2 separate regions of the Muntiacus reevesi genome follow, and region 1 is linked to region 2. A link is a contact called in public Hi-C data. All regions are on one chromosome and are shown on one strand. The core of a region is the stretch at or near the end of the contact, and the rest is flanking DNA. Distances in the headings are between cores, read along the strand shown.

What was found. A called contact is a pair of places that touch in the nucleus more often than the background predicts.
Region 1: a Hi-C map of blood shows a contact between it and region 2, with 4 times the contacts expected there. The contact joins the promoter of NPAT here to the promoter of DDX10 in region 2. A contact is called at or near these places in 2 of 3 Hi-C or Micro-C datasets (blood and muscle).

What each region holds. Positions count from the first base shown.
Region 1 is chr9:73,418,723-73,423,795 of mMunRee1.1, forward strand. NPAT (nuclear protein, coactivator of histone transcription) reads left to right here and starts at 2,385. Exons shown (of 18, transcript XM_065943955.1): 1 at 2,385-2,526. The coding sequence starts at 2,490.
Region 2 is chr9:72,957,190-72,962,501 of mMunRee1.1, forward strand. DDX10 (DEAD-box helicase 10) reads right to left here and starts at 1,640. Exons shown (of 18, transcript XM_065946144.1): 1 at 1,349-1,640. The coding sequence starts at 1,534.

The sequences.
Region 1 (5,073 bases), core at 1,135-3,634, 460 kb after region 2:
ACAACTAAGTCAGATGACCTTGGCACATACCATGCTATACTTTATGCAAGTTCTTGACTTAAATTCTTACTTATGAACTTACTAACAACTGCTAGCTATATTATATTCTATGTCAACTGTTTCAGAAACTTGTTTCTTATGTTACCAAATGAATGACTAAGGCTATGATAAAACGCTGATATGCAGTTCCATATGAGATCAACTATTTTAATAACGTAACTCTAGACACGGGAAGAAGTAACAGGAGGGAGTAATTTCCTGGACCAAGAGGCTAGTAAAACATGGATGGTCCAGAGACTTTTGCTACTCACAAGACCTGGTCTAGTACCAGCACACTGAGTGACCTATCAGTGGAATCTTCACTAGACTTGGGAATGAGTCTTCCCAGCATCGTGGGACACAGTGGCCACGAAATGCCTCCAACGTATGATCAAAAATGCGGCTACGAAGGGGCCCTGCTGACTGAACATTGGTAATTGCCAGCTGCCTCTACAAAAATTAAATCATGACGACTGCAAGCTGCTGACCTTCAACAACAGCCCCTAAAAGTTCAGGGTAGAGATCAGAATTAAGGCACTCTGTTCTGGGAAAAACTGGAAGAACAGGCCTTCAGAGAGATGTTTTCAGGTCAGGATTTTTATGAGCCCAAATTCCTGCATCTTCCTAGAGAAACACTAATGTTACGGACCAGTGTCTGGTCTTGGTTCTCCTGGTGAGCCCCTCAGCAGTTTTTCTACTTCTATTAAACTTTGGGCCATGTTTCTTTAATTTTCTTCTTAAGTTTGTTTCTTCTAGAATACAACAAATAAATCTCCAAATAGTAATACAACTAGAATATCCCCCAGCCAACACCCAGACAACGCTGAACAAGCTGCCTTATCATTTTGTGGACTCTCATTTCCCTCTGTAAATGCACCCTGGCAGAAAGTGGGCACTGGGACTCAGGACCCCACAATGTCCCTGCCCAGCTTGAAGAAGCCCCACTCCTTAGTGACTTGGGTCCCCAGGCCCAAGACAAGGATAAGGTAGGCAGACAGGCAGTCATGAGCAGGGTGTTAAGGGGCCAAAGTTTGGCCCATAAATTAAAAAAGGGCGGAATGTGGAGCCCTATACCAAGGTCACAGGATAAAAATCCCTGGAACTGACTAAGCCCCATAGCAACTGTTGCTATGACCCTCGGGATCTAAACCAGTCAGTACCCTAACCCCTAATATGTAAGATACCCACCCTACTATCCACCCAAGAGCATCCTTACCAATCACCTAATGCCACCATTCCAGTAGGAAGTTTCTGTCTTAAGGTTATGGAAACTGGCTGCAAGCCTGCAAAAGCGTTTGGCTCTCCCCTGAAATGGCCAGCTGTTTTAACAGCAGCTCTCACTCTAATAAATTTTATTCTCCTCTAATTCTGCCTCATGCCTGGAAATTCTTTTCCAACCCCCACACAGACCACGACACTTACCACAGGATAGAATTACCACAGGCTAGATAGTACACAGTCAGCCGACAGTCACAATTTTGAACTGGAGAGTGATTCCAAAGCCCAAGCCGTTACTCAGGAGACTACAGTTTAAGCCTCTACAAATTGCTCGCTGATTAAAACTGCTAATTATGAGAGGAGAGAAAAAGATGATTAGTCAAGCCATCCAGTTACATCTGAACTCCGGAAGGGGATGAGCAAGAAGGCTGAAGACTAAATACGCCAGGAGCACGATGGGTGGGCAGAAGAAAGCCATAAGGACAGGGGGCTAGGCTAAATGAGGTAAAGAGAAGGGGAAAGGGCCGCTCTGTAGGCGTGCGTCTGGAGGCAGGGGCTGAACGGCTCAGCTAGGACTGAATTCCCCAACGCTGAAGCCACTGAGCTTCTTCCGCGGCCCTACCGTTGGACTTTGCCGAAGTGGAATCTGTGTAAGCGGTGATGTCCGCAGCCTAGAAGCCCGCTCAACCCGCCTCCCGAAAAGCCCGAGCAGGCTGTCCCAGCACTATTCCGGCTTCCGGATCAAACCTGGAGTGATAGCGCAGCGTACTTTTACCCAAAGGAAGCACTAAGGCGAACTAGCGCCGGGGCACCGTTTGCCCACGCTGTCCCAACACGCACGCTCTGCACTCCCAAGACCCGCCTCCCCAAACACAGGGCCCGGCTGAGGGAAACGCGCGTGCGCCCTGTCAGCCAATGGCGAGCGGCCCTGCGTCTGCCGCTCGCCCTCTAGCGCCGGCTCTGCCTCTCCCCTCCCGCCTTCCCGCCCCGCCCCTATCCAAATGTGAGGGCGGATGTGACGACAGCTCCAAGTAGAACGGAGGCGGGTTTCTTTTCGGCGCCTTTCTTTCTCCGGCGGAAGCGATTGGCTGGCGTGGAGCGAAAGAGGCGGGACAAGTTGTCGCGGGTTCAGTGCCGCCACTGGAACCGGGAGATGCGGCGCAGGGGCTGTCGCTGTGTTGGTTTTTATCCGAGTCTCGTCTCTCACTACGGTTCCTTCTGCGGCTTCGATCATGCTGTTACCTTCGGACGTAGCCCGGCTGGTATTGGGTAAGCGCCGGCGCGGGAGGGAGGGGTACTGGATCAGGCTAAGCCGGACGGAAGGACCTTTGGAGCCAGAGGTTTTTCCCAGGGTGGGAAAGCTTTGGGGCTTTGCCTCCCCACCTGCAAGTTCAGACTGGCGGTGAATCTTCTTCAGTGGGAGGCTCGGGCGGTTTAAGTTTCTTTATGTGTGAATGCTCCACTCTTCCGAGACTCTGTGGCGAGGGGCGGCTGAAGAGAAACTCCGGGTGGAACACCTGAGGCCCGGATTTGGAGGGAAAGTCAGGCCTGCACACTCAATTAGAATCCTGCAGGGGAGTTGCCTACGTGATGGATGGACTGCGTGTTCTTCAACCTTGGGCTCACTTTCCCGTGTCAGAGCTGGGGCCGAATTAGGAAAAATAAAAGACTTCCCCAGCCACCCAGCTTTAGCGAAGGACCTTTCTGACGGCCTTCTCATAACTTGCCTTTAGCGCTACGAATTTGGAACGAATGAAGTGATCCTGCCTCTATCCCCCAGCCTCCTGCAAGAAGTCGTAGAATGTAGAGGTTTGAAACGCCAATTGCATACTTTTAAGACATCAGCAATTCTTTTTTTTTTTTTTTAATTAGCAAGACTTTTCACTGGAAATGCCTTCCAGTGGAACGTTTTCTAGTCCTAGTTTTTCCTCAGTTTGAAGAGTGACACTGCCAGTTGTCAGGGTGTATTGTCTGTGCAGGAAACGGGTTTTGTTGTTTGTTCCCTGAAAGAATAAAGAGTATTGTATTGCTGGGAATGAGAGCCACATAAAACTCAAAACCGGAGCCAGATTTACAGACATCATATGTGAGTGGTTAAATGGTAAACATCTGTTCTAAAACTTGCCTTGGTATCTAAAGGCCGTTACTAACATTATTTTACTGTCAGAAAAATCCATTTCTTATTCCCTTTTTAAAGTATTCGGCCCTGTCCAAAAAAAGAAAAAAGTTTTCATGCACAGACTCTTGACAAGCACATTTTGCAGGAAACTTTAGAGGGTAATGGTTCTACCATCTGTTTTTGGAGAAAATAATCACTTAAATTTAAACTAATATTTTGTTAATGTTTGGTTAATCTTTTGCACACTTTATCAGAGCTGAATATTAACAGTTAACCTACATCTAAGAAGAAAGCTGTCTATCTTGTAATTGTTATATTAATTAGGCTTATTTGTAAACAGATCCGGAGTAGACTCACAAAATTCACAATAATACTGACATACTTTATTATGGTAGCTGTCCTGTTTGCTTTGTGGGATGTTTAGCAGCATCCCTGGCTTCTATCCATTAGATGCCAGCAGGGACCCAGTTCCTGCCTTCACCCAATTGTCAGAATAAAGTAAGTGTCCAGATATTGCCAGTATATTTCCTGGAGGGCAAGGACCACTGGTCTTAAGAAAGCAGTATGATTTTCTAACTGTAATACTTTAAACAAACTTGTGAATATTCTCCTAGACTTCCTCCTTCTTTAAAAACTGGTAAAAATTACAGTCATTGTTTCTTTTTTTTTTTTTTATTAGTTGGAGGCAGTCATTGTTTCTTATCCTAAAATTCTTATTTGTCATTCACATTCCATTTTTATTGCCACCAGTACTAACAGTATGCATCCTATTTCTCCTTTGGACTATTTTCATAGTTTCTCATATAGTCTTGCAATTCATCTTATTTATGGTTACAAAAATCTGCCTAAAGCATTAACACTACACCTCCAGTTCTAATAGTTGAAAGAGTTGTTCACTTACCAAAAATTTCAAGTTGTACAAAAGAGTATATACTACCAAAAAAAGCAAATCTCACCACTTTTGCTTTTTTCATTTAGCATTATCATGTCACCACGGAGATCTATGAGTCACAAAACTTAGTAGCTTAAAAATTAAGAGTTTTATTCTTTGCCCATGATTCTTCTGTCAGTACCCCCTCCCTCTCAGTACTCCTTCAGTCCTTCTCATTGTTGCCCCTTTTCTTCATCATGTTCTTGCAGCAAATCTTTGGTTGCTTAGTATGTTCCAGGCACTGTGCCAATTGCTAAAAATAGAGTTTTCCCCTTAGAATTTACATAATTAGGTTTTTTACCCTTATCCACACATACCAAAACACTTTCCTAGACCCCCACCTCTTATTTTATCTAATGCTCTATGTTACCCTTTCACAAGTCAAATTCATTCAAAGAATAAGCTCTGCTTAGTTACTGTATTTCCTTACTTAACTTTCAGTCTTCAACATACTGCACTGACTTTTGTACCTCACTGCTCCATTTGAATAGCCTTGCTACTCAGCTATATCCAGCTATTGCCTTGCTAGAATTTCTTTAAATATTGTACAGGTCAAAATATATACATCAAAGTGCCATTTGTTATTTCTGGGCCACCAGTTTTGGTTTTATTAGTATGTCAGACAAGGTATTCTGCGGACCTGATCCTACAAGTCTCTTTTGCTTGATCTCAAGTTCTCAACATATGCCCTATGCCCCAGGCATTCCAAACCTCTTGCAGTTTCTCCAGATACTCTTGTTAATGTATTTTGTTCCCTCTGCCTGCA
Region 2 (5,312 bases), core at 390-2,889:
GGAGCCTGAGCAGGTAAGAGAAGTCAAGAAGTCAAAATGATAACTACAGGGATGCTCATCTGGGAACATCAACTACATTGGAGGATGGTGAAGTATCAGAAACAGACCAGGAATCCAGCTTTTCTACGGCAATTCTCGGATGGGGACATGAAACAAGTTGTTGTCCTTCAGTTGAGAAAATGAAATAAGTGTAGGAAGGATGGGCGACATTCAGAGACACAATTCTAGCATAATGGTTAAAAGCAAAGGCTTTGGAATCAGAGAAACATGAGTCTGGGTTCCAATGCCACACCACTTACTACATGTGAGAGCTAAAGACAAGTTTCTTATTCTCCTGGATCCTCAAGGTTCTCATCTGTAAAAGGGAAATAAGACCCAATACCTCAGATCAAGTCAAATAATTAATGTAAACCACATGGTGAGTGGCTTACAATGTGTCATTATATACCATTAGGTTGTATTATTTTTATGAACATTGCAAAACCACTGCAGATGGTGACTGCAGTCATGAAATTAAAAGACGCTTACTCCTTGGAAGGAAAGTCATGACCACCCTAGACAGTATGTTAAAAAGCAGAGACATTACTTTACCAACAAAGGTCCGTCCAGTCAAAGCTATGGTTTTTCCAGTAGTCATGTATGGATGTGAGAGTTGGACTATAAAGAAAGTTGAGCACGAAGAATTGATGCTTTTGAACTGTGGGGTTGGAGAAGATTCTTCAGAGTCCCTTGGACTGCGAGGAGACCCAACCAGTCCATCCTAAAGGAAATCAATCCTGAATATTCATTGGAAGGACTGATGTTGAAGCTGAAACTCCAATACTTTGGCCACCTGATGCGAAGAACTGACTCATCTGAAAAGACCCTGATGCTGGGAAAGACTGAAGGCAGGAAGAGAAGGGGACGACAGAGCATGAGATGGTTGGATGGCATCACCGACTCAACGGCCATGAGTTTGAATAAACTCTGGGAGTTGGTGATGGACAGGGAGGCCTAGCGTGCTGCAGTAGTCCCTGGGGTCGCAAAGAGTCGGACACGACTGAGTGACTGAACTGAACTGATTACTATTACAGCAATTAATCTCCCTATGTTTAAGCACTACTACATTTTCCCCATTTCATAAAACCGCTGTAGTGAGCCAGAGGGCGGCCTGGTCGGTCAGGAGGCCTGGGCTTGGCACCCAGAAGACCACCTGTGGCCTCAACAGGGTCCCCGGGGGCACCTCTCATCCCACCCCCTTCTCCTGCTCCCCAGGCAAGGTCCCAGTGCCCGGTCGGCCCGCTCGCCCGTGCGGCCCAGTGCGGCAGGGACACGCGGCCCCGCGCCCCCTCCCCGGCGCCGGCCTTACCTTCTCGTAATTCTCCATGAGGCGGCTGATAACCTCGCGCTCGACCTGCCACTCGGGTTTCTTCTGCTGTTTCCTCATCTGCTTCTTTTGGCTCTGCTTGTGGCTGTGTTTCTTCTTCCAACGATTGAAGCTCCGCACCGGGTCGGGCCGGGCTCCCGTAGCCCGAGGGTCCGCTGTTTTTCCCATCGCGGCGGCGGTGGCGACAACCCACACCTCGGTGAGACTCGAGACCCCTCTGGCCAAGCGCGGAGATAACGCACTGAGAGGACGCGGAACCAGCGTGGGGAGAGAGGACGACTACGCAGGCGCGAAACCAGGAGCCCGCCCCCGGGCTTTTAAAACCGGGGCACGCGCGGTCCACGACCAGGGAAAACTGGATGGTGATTGGCGACTTGGAATTCGCGGGGCGGAGCGAATCAGTCTCGGGTGGAAGTGGAGGCGGGGCAATCTGAGGAAGAGGGCGGGGCTGAGTGGCTCCTAAAGCACGCCGTCGCTTTAAATAGGCGCACGAGCCCAGCTTGCTGTTACTATGGTGACGTCATATAACTTAACATTTAAAAGCCTGTTACTTTGCCCTGTCTTTTCCTTGGCAAACCGCAGGCTGACACGCACCGCCCAACCCCCAGTATACACACACACAAAATCGGTGAATTAGAATTGTGATCCTCGTTTTGCACGTTTCAGCCCAAGGAGTGGAATGATTTGCTGTTGTGTTAATTATTGTTGTTTTTAAATATTTTACCCTCTAAGTACAGAGTCAATGGGGATTCCCAGATGGCTCAGTGGTAAAGAATAAACCTAGGAGATGCAAGTTCATTCCCTGGGTCGGAAAGGTCCCCTGGAGTAGAAAAGGCAGCCCACTCCAGAATTCTTGCCTGAAAAATCCCATAGGCAGAGGAGCTTGGCGGGCTACAGTCCCTGGGGTCGCAGAGTCCGACACGACTGAACGAGCGAGCACGCACATTGTCTTTATTCCATAGCACTAATAGTTGCATGTATGCCTTTGAAATCCAACTTCAATTTTGAATGTTTAACATTTTGCTGACATACATTTTCATTCTCTTTATCATTTCTTGAAACGTGATAAATACCAATCTTTGCACCCGTTTGCATTTTTTTCATTCATTGATAGTTTTTAATAAGAACAAATTCCTTCAAGATACAATAAACAGAATCTAGTAAGTTTTCACTGTTTTAGGAAGTTTCTATTTTTAAAAAAGTTTCCAAAACTTCCATCTGTGCTGCTTTTTGTTTTTATTCTTTAATATGTATTTATTTGGCTGTGTTGGGTCTTCATTGCAATAAAAAGCTTAAGAGCTTTGTATTCTATCTCAAATGTGTAAAAGTTTGAGAGAATATATACCCCAAATAACTGCTAAATTTCAACATTGACTGTTTTTGCCTAATGACATTTTATGAGAACAAGGAAACATATACTGTTACATAATCATCTAATTGCTAAATTATTGTTATAAAATATGTACTTTGGGGATCTTATTTTGACTGCAGAATCAGAGGATTTCCCCCCTCCTTTTTTTAAACAAATCTGAGGTTTAACAAATAACAAATGTTGGCAAGAATGTAAGAAAAAGGGAACCCTCATACAGTGTTGATGGGAATGTAAATTGGTGCAGCTGGGAAACATTATGGAAGTTTCTCTAAAAACTAAAAATGGAACTATCATAGGACCCAGCAATTCCACTTCTGGGTATGTATCTGGAAAAAAGAAAAAACATTAGTTCAAAAAGATACATGCACCCCAATGTTCATAGCAGCATCATTCACAGTTGTCAAGATATGGCAGCAACCTAAATATCTGTCAAGAGATGAGTGAATAAACAAGTGGTAGTGTACATATATACATATACATATATATACATACACACATATGTGTATATGATGGAATATACATATACAATGTATATCCCATCCATATCCAATGGAATATTACTCACCCATAAAGAAAGAATGAAATTTTGCCATTTGCAGCAACATGGATGGACTTGGAGCACATTAAGCCAAGTGAAATAATCAGAGAGAGAAAGACAACTATTGTATGACATAACTTATATGTGGACTCTAAAAAGCACAACAAACTAGTGAATAAAACAAAAAAGAAGGAGGCTCACAGATATAGAGAACAAACCAGTGGTTACCAGTTGGGAGAAGGAATTGAGGAGGGGCAAAATAGGGGTAGGTGATTAAGAGGTACCAACCATTTAGGCTTAAAATAAGCCACAAGTACAATATAGGAAATATAGCCAATATTCTATAATAACTATAAATGGAGTATAACCTTTAAAATTGTGACTTGTTATATTGTACACCTTTAATTTATATAATATTGTACATCAATGATACTTCAATTTTAAAAACTTGATAGTTTTACTAAAATATGTTTCAGAGTTAACTGCTACCAGTTGATTTTTTTCCAGGCACAGAGTCTCTTTAATAGTAGTTCTTTGTTTAAGTTTTTCTACTGTCTATAATATAACTGCTTCTTTACATTGTTACTGAAATTAAATATTGTTTAATTTCAAGAGAGTCCCACAACAGCTGAATAACTTGGTCTAGGAATCTAAAAGATGATTCCATCTAAGTCCTCTTATCATGTAAAAATAGCAAACAATTTATGGTAAATCAATTCAATTATATGTCAACTTTTTACTAAAAAGGAAATCAACAAAGCATATGTTTATTCAGAAAAAGAAATCCCTCTGTTTCTTTGTGTCTTATCAACATCATCAGTCTGAAGTCATTCTAAGGACACAATACGTCTTTGGAATTTCAGAAATTGCATCTTAAGTTGGTTCCATCTTCTTTAAATCATATCCTCTAAAACTTGGCAGAGTCAACCTGCAACCACCTTAATCCCAGAGAGCCAGAGTGTATGAAACCTCTCTGACATTTTCAACAACAAAAACATATCTGCCTAATTAGCCAGAACACATAAACTATTTAAAAGAAGACCAAGAAGTTCTGGCCCACCACAGCTGCTCTGTTGCTAGCCACAGTCAGGAGTCATCAATCAATTAGCTTGTCTATGCACACATTTGTTCGTAAGGAGAGAAATACCTGTACTCTGAAAACTATCAGATGCTGGTGAAAGAAATCAAAGAAGACATAAACAGATGGAAAGATATACCATGTTCATGGATTGGAAGAATCAGTATTATTATTAATACTGATTATTAAGTTATTTCTCAATCAAAATAACTATACTACCCAAGGCAATCTACAGATTCGGTGCAATTCCTATCAAATTACCAGTGGCATTTTTCACGGAAATAGAACCAAAAATCTCAAAATTTGTATAGAGACACAAAAGACTCCAAATAGCCAAAACAATCTTGAAAAATAAAAACAGAGCTGGAGGAATCAGGCTTCCTGACTTCAGACTACACTGCAAAGCTCCAGTCATCAAAACAATTTGGTCCTGGCACAAAAATAGAAATATAGGTCAATGGAATAGGATAGAAAAACCAGAAATAAGCCCATGCACCTGTGGTCAATTAATCTATGAGGAAGGAGGCAAGACTACACAATAGAAAAGACAGTCTCTTCAACAAATGGTGCTGGGGAAACTGGACAGTTATATGTATAAAAAATAAAATTAGATCATTCTTAACTCAATACACAAAAATAAGCTCAAAATGAATTAAATATCTAAATGTGAGACCAGACACTATAAAACTCCTAGAGGAAATCATAGAACACTCTGACATAAATCACAGCAACATCTTTTTCAAAATATCTCCCAAAATAATGGGAAAAAGCAAAAATAATCAAATGAGACCTACTTAAACTCAAAAGCTTTTGCACAACAAAGGAAACAATAAACAAAAAGAAAAGGAACCCACAGGTTGGGAGAAAATATTTGCAAATGATGTGACTGATAAGAGATTAGCCTTCAAAATTTATGAACAGATTATTATACTTAATAGCATCAAAATAAACAACCCAC